Linked DNA regions of Pan troglodytes: region 1 is linked to region 2. The links are chromatin contacts, called in public Hi-C maps. All regions are on one chromosome and are shown on one strand. Each heading gives the region's core, a stretch centred on a gene start, on an enhancer-like site or on the middle of the called end of the contact. The rest is flanking DNA. Distances are from core to core; before and after follow the strand shown. Region 1 has its middle 160 kb from the start of CENPW. Region 2 overlaps TRMT11 (tRNA methyltransferase 11 homolog).

Region 1 (3,077 bases), core at 495-2,994, 150 kb before region 2:
GTCTTACAGTTCCTTTGTTGGCCTTATCATGACCTGAACATTTTGTTAACAAAGCACCCTGTTAATGTTTTGACCACAAGAACTAATGTGCTTGGGGTTGATGGTGTTGCCAAAGTGATGCTTGCTCCTAAAAAGGGAAAGTTTTAATTCTATTTCCAAAATAAGTCATCTTACCCCTGCTATATTAGGAAATGTCATCAATCAGTCTACGAAGCCTGCAGTGGGTGGGTGGTGTTGGAGGGATGGGTGTGTTAATTCACTTGTTATTCCAGTTTCCCAGTTTCACAAACCTCACCTCCCTGTAGGGGGCAGGTGAAGTTCCAACAGCCCCAGTTGAAATGGGCCTGAAATTGGCCTTTCAATTACAAAATATACAAAGGTATTATCAGTGGGTGCAGCCAGGCTGATACCTAGTGACTGGGCAGAGATTGCAAAATAAAAAAGGTGATCTGAGGGTCAAAAGACAGACAATGATTCAATTCATTATTTCCTGGGCAAAGTCATTCTCAGCTCAGGAAATCACCAGAGTCCTAAGTTCCAAAAGTAATCCCTCTAAGAGCAAATCTTTAAAGCTGTCTGCCTACCTGCACAGGAATGAAGGCTGCAAGCTCAAGTCAGGAGGAAATGTAATATAGTATTGTACAAGGTGTCCCAGAGAAGAGGCTTAAACACCTGGAAAAGGGTCACACTGCATGGTGGGGTTGGGGGAGTCAGGGGTCAGGCTACCATACTGATCTCAAGCACAGACCCCATAAGGGAAGATGACAAAAAGGGGTCCTCAAAAAGAGACCACTAAGGCCTTCAACAATCAAACCCCATTAGCCCAGATGCACAGTAAAGCAGTCTATACCAGGTCTTCCTGAGTGGTAAGTCCAAATCCTCTTGAAGAAACGACCACCAAGAAGTGGGAAAAAAAGAAGAAATGCTACCCAAGTCAGCAAGGCTCTATTCACAGACAAACTCCCTTCAACCCTTCTGCTTTGCGAGGATATGCTGATTATCACAGGATCCCCCATCCGTACCTCCTAAAGAGCACCTCTTCATTCCCCAAAATCTTTCCCTCAACCCTGAAAAGTCATATTCTTTACATCCTTTTTGTAGAAAGGTTCTCAATCCCATTCTGCTTTGATGAACCTGTGCATTCTAGAGTTTATGTTAATATGTAATATTTACATTCTATAAAGTTATAAAAGCTTTCATGTTTTATATGCTTTATCTACGAGGTTGTTATCTCCTGTCTTATCTCCATCAGTCTGTAAAATCATTGATAGTAGAAACTGTCTACAATTTCTTTTGAATCTGTCTTTTCAGACCAAGGAGTTTTATCTTGAAATATCTGTTTTTGACAGGATGACTTGCTATGTATTTGGCAAACTGTATTCCTTACCTCTAAGTGTTAACAAAAAGCCATTAAAATAATAGAATTAATAAAGGAAAGGAAATAAGGCTAGTAAGAACTTTGGCTCAGTAAGCTGCCTCAGTTGCCTCAGCTCTCCTGAAAACAGGCCAGATATTAGAACACTTTACACTCACAGGATACTAACATCAATCCCAGTCTTGGAAAACACCCTCTTCTTCATCCCCAGAGCCAACATGGCTGACAATGTTTTCTATTAACTATCATAATCACAATCCCACTGGAACAATGGTGCCCTTTTCTTTTAAATCAGAGTTCACCTTGGGCAATTTACATTCCTGACCTTTTAAGGTAAAGCCTTCTTGCTCCTTGGTCCAACCCACAAAACTCTTTGATATGTAGGAATCTGTATTAGGGTAAAAACAGTTGGTAACATGACCCAAGAGGCCTAAATTGAACAGAAACTTCTCTATCACTGGAAGAAATCAAACAGAAGTTAGGTGATAATCTTAAGCAAGGCTGTTGTCAGGGGAATTTATAAAATGAGGACAGGAGTGGGACTAACAATTATCACATGCACTTCCAACTATTAGGGTTTGGGATTATGAATGTTTTAACAAAAATAAGAGGATTTAGGTGAAACATTTCTACCAGCCTGGTCATGCATTAAGCCAGAGGAAAATTTCACCCAGACACAAAATCTTAATTCAAAGCAATAATTGGGAGTGAAAACATTTCTATTCTTAACCTCACAGCAAAGATTCAAAAAATAATCTAGAGCAAGGTTCCAGTAACATCAAGCACTAAAAGAGTTTTATGTTTTTAGCCAGAAGTAATTACTAAAATATTCCTTTAAAAAAAAAAATCCTCTTTCTAAATGTGTGTCCTATTTATGGAACAATGAGCAGTTTAAATCTTGAAAAAATTGTGTTCTTGTAAATACTTATTACATAAATATAAAACATAAAGTAAAATATGATTTGTTTTAAAATTTCCAAACAAAAGATTTTACTGCTCAGGGAATGCCCTTTGCGCTTTAAACTATTAAATTAAGTCGTGTAATTAGTTGGGCTTTGTCATCAGAGTCATGTTTCTATTACATGAAAAGACAATAGGACAGAACTTTAGCAGTCAGAGTAAGACAAGCGATTCCCATGACTCGTAAACCACAAAACTGTGTGGCCAAGTGACTAAGGCATCAGCACCTGTCTTAGGCTCATATTGCCACATGCATAAGCAGTTGTTGAAGAAAAATAGATAGTAACTCATTGATTTGAATACTGTCTTAAAAGTATATGAATCATTCTTGTTTCTATATGTCATAGCTCTGACCTAAACTTACTACCTTCTTTACAGTAATCCATTTAAGGACTAACATGTTAGGAATTACTGTGTTTATAACTCTAACACTAAATTTTCTTTGCCAAATTTTCCCTGCGTAAATTTTCCTGGCCTCCTGGCTATAAACATGATAAACTACACATCCTTGCTAAATTGTCCTTGCGTCCTTTCTGAGAACATGATAGACTGTATAATGAATGAAGGTGATACTAGGTTCACTTGGCTAATGGCAATAATTACTATGGCTTGGACAAGGTATTTATCACTTATACAGAATATTTAGCTCTCTGGTACAAATTCTGATTTGAATGGCATAAAATATACTCAGGTATATTTTTAAAAAATTATAATACATATTCACAATAGGTAATCTTTGTAG
Region 2 (3,142 bases), core at 634-3,133:
CGACCATGTGTTCTATTCAGTGCTATGGGGACATGGTGGCAAAGACATACATGCTACTGGAGAAGGTGGGAAAGATCATTAACCTTAGAAATGCAACTCCTGGGGAGAAAATCCTATTTTCTTATTTCCCAGGTAGTAGAGCAGAATCAGTGTGAAGTGTATGTTTGGGTTCTGTGCTAAAATGTCCCCTTTCTAGAAGACCAAATGACTCCTGATTGCAAAACACAACATCTATCATTTATAACAGAAACTCTGGAAAACCCAAAAGCTCCAAATCCCTTACACAGCCAGAGATCTGGCAGGCGCCAGTCTATTATCTAGCAGCACAAGTCCTGCTTCGAGTAAGACATTCCAAGGACTTTGGCTACTATTTTCACTTAAGTGGAAAGACCATAGTTCATAAAATGTTTCTCACGAAACACTCAGTATGTCTATGGTCCAACACATATCACATATAATCATACATATAAATACCACATATCTATGAACAATACACATTTAAAATATACCCAGACCATACGAAATATACTATACTCTATGCAGCATTCAGAACTTTTATTACCTTAATGCTAAAAAAAAAATGGCAAACTCATTTTTTGTTTTCTCTTTTCTCTCTACTTCTCTTTCATCCTATCTTTGGTTTAGTTTGCCAGGGCTTACATCTGAGACGATGATATTCAACTCTACATATTTTTCATCACCTTTTCATGACTCTTCTCTATTCACATTCCCTGTGCATCTCAACCAGGAATATCTGCAAGTTTTTTTTTTTTTCAGCACAGTATCTCAAAGGCCAAAGTGCTTACTTAAAAGGAGAAGAGTATCCTCAGCAAACACAATCTTTGATCTCCCCATTAACTCAAGCTCATCCCAGTGTTTGACTTTTGGTTTCGCTAACATTTCTAAATCTGTCTACCACTATTCATTGTGATATCACCTACGTATCATAAAACCCGAGTTCTGCCAATGTTTAGTAAGCAAAACCTATTTGATGGAAAAATAAAAACACACAAGAATTAGGAAATGGCAAGAGAGAAGACTATGGTGATAAAAAGACTACAATTTCCAAATTTCTTAACCATTGATAGTAATTAAGACGATATGAATAAAATATTAAGACTATTGACTATACTATTATCATTTTTTATAATCAGAAGAGTTTCTGTAGGTAAATTTGTGCTAGCCATAAATGGCTACATAAGGAAGATATACAGCATTCAGCCCTATCATTTATCCTTTTAAGACAATCAGCAATTGTAAACATTATAAGAAATACACAAGTTATGATTCAAGAAAGGAAGATATATTTCCTACCAACTATGTGTTATTACATAATTATTTAATTTTCTGTATCTTTTTGCAGAAAAGTATCATCTAAATTTTACAGATAGGGACATAATGGGGCTAAAGAGTTTAAATAATCCACCACAAATCACACAGCTGGTAAGTAGCATTGCCAGAATTGTAGCCTAAATCAGACTTCAAAACTCATGTTTTTCCCATTATGATTCTCTTTTTTTTTAGTAGAAATTACATCAAAACAATGGCTAAAGAGTTAATTTCCCACATGGTGGATTAGTGGGTCATTCAAAATAGAGTTTGACATTTAGAGGACATTCCTCACTGAACAGCAACATTATGGTAGCACATATTTCAGATCTAAAGTTTTAGGCAGGACTCCTTTAACCACTGTCCCACCCAGCCAATTTCCTGTCCTATCAGTACTGCTAATTCTAAACATAAACCACTCGAGGAATTTTAACACACTTGCCAAAGAAACCAAAGGAAGGCTTACAAATTGGTAGTTAACTTTCATGTGTACACTACCCTCTGCTGGCTGGAGCATAGCAATCCTTCTTTAGAGTACTTCCTGATGTGAACTGAAATAGCTTACAGCACAGCAGACCATGCATCTGCCAGGAGCACCGTTTTGATAGCTGTTTGTGAGTCCCGGATTGCTGTAAACATCGAGAGTCCCACAGTCCCAACATGACCAGGCTGGCCTTTTCCTCAGGGAATGTTAGCATTTATTCACACCATTTCATTTTTAAATAATGATGGAGAAATAGACAACTACATATTCACCTCAGCGATTCTAACGTGTAACACTGTCTCAGTGTCCGACCTAAAATTCCAAACTACTCTCTAGAACAAGAAAGAAAGGTATATAAACGTGACCTTATTCAAGTCAATCTATGTTTACAACTATATATCAAAAATACAGCATTAAAAAGAACCAAAAAAGATGCTAAAACGATTTCAGCCACTTATAATAAATTTTAATCTAATGGGGAATTCATTCTCAAGAAAATAAATCAAGCTGTATGTTCTGTAGTCACATTTGAAACTGCTGCTTTAAACGCAACTCATGACCCTCTGGATTATACTGTGAGAATACATATATAAAAAAACGTTTCTCAAACTGACCATCATAAACTGCTCAGACTTCCAACATACGAAAGATTCTTCATTGAGAATTCCACTTAGATAAAACTATCCTCCTAATTACTGCCTTCTCCCAGAATTTGCTATTCTCTTTTATCACCTCCTTCTTAAATAAAGGGAAGGTGTTATAATTTTCCACAATACGTCAATTCAGCTGCTTTATTGGTTTGCTTCTCATGAGAAATGAGGCCTAGGGATCATAGGATTAAAATGTTTTTGTCCCACTGATTTTTGAAGAGTAGTATCAGGGTAATGATAAAATTCAATGTATTTTCAAACAGAAAACTTTTGGCTACCATAACTATCTGTTCCTACTCTTCCTTTAAATGGATGATTTAAATACCACTGATGTGATTGTTTTTATTCTAGAACGGCCTAGAGTAATCACTTAAAAGTCAGTATTCTTTCCATAAATATTTATTGCATCGTGAGCAAAAGAGTCAAGTTCCGTGAATTCACAGAGCTTGTACAGTGGTGGGAGAGACAGACATTAAACAATGTACATCCAGACATATACTTACAAACTGTGATTAAACACTGGCAAGAAAAGAATATGGGAAGAATAGAAGGAAACACCTATCCAGAAGCGGTGAAGGGAAAGGACAAGAAAGGCTTCTCTCAGGAAGTGACATTTATCTGAGACCTAAAGGATGAATTAAATTTACTCATATGAAAAGAGGGGAAGAAAACATTCTAG

The links. Hi-C and Micro-C count contacts between places; a contact is called where the count stands out from the background.
Region 1: a contact with region 2 is called in a Hi-C map of induced pluripotent stem cells, with 1.8 times the contacts expected there. The contact joins two enhancer-like sites. A contact is called at or near these places in 2 of 7 Hi-C or Micro-C datasets (induced pluripotent stem cells and stem cell-derived neural progenitor cells) and 1 of 1 other capture datasets (stem cell-derived neural stem cells).

The regions. Positions count from the first base shown.
Region 1 is chr5:138,058,293-138,061,369 of NHGRI_mPanTro3-v2.0_pri, reverse strand. No RefSeq gene overlaps it. Among named protein-coding and RNA genes, the nearest start is that of CENPW, 160 kb to the left of the region's middle. Within about 2 kb of position 1,744, at least 1 of the 24 cell types and tissues checked has an H3K27ac peak or open chromatin away from gene starts, as enhancers often do. A contact at or near this core is called in induced pluripotent stem cells, where this site is marked.
Region 2 is chr5:137,910,517-137,913,658 of NHGRI_mPanTro3-v2.0_pri, reverse strand. The region is part of intron 12 of TRMT11 (tRNA methyltransferase 11 homolog); the gene reads right to left. Among named protein-coding and RNA genes, the nearest start is that of TRMT11, 48 kb to the right of the region's middle. Within about 2 kb of position 1,883, at least 1 of the 24 cell types and tissues checked has an H3K27ac peak or open chromatin away from gene starts, as enhancers often do. A contact at or near this core is called in induced pluripotent stem cells, where this site is marked.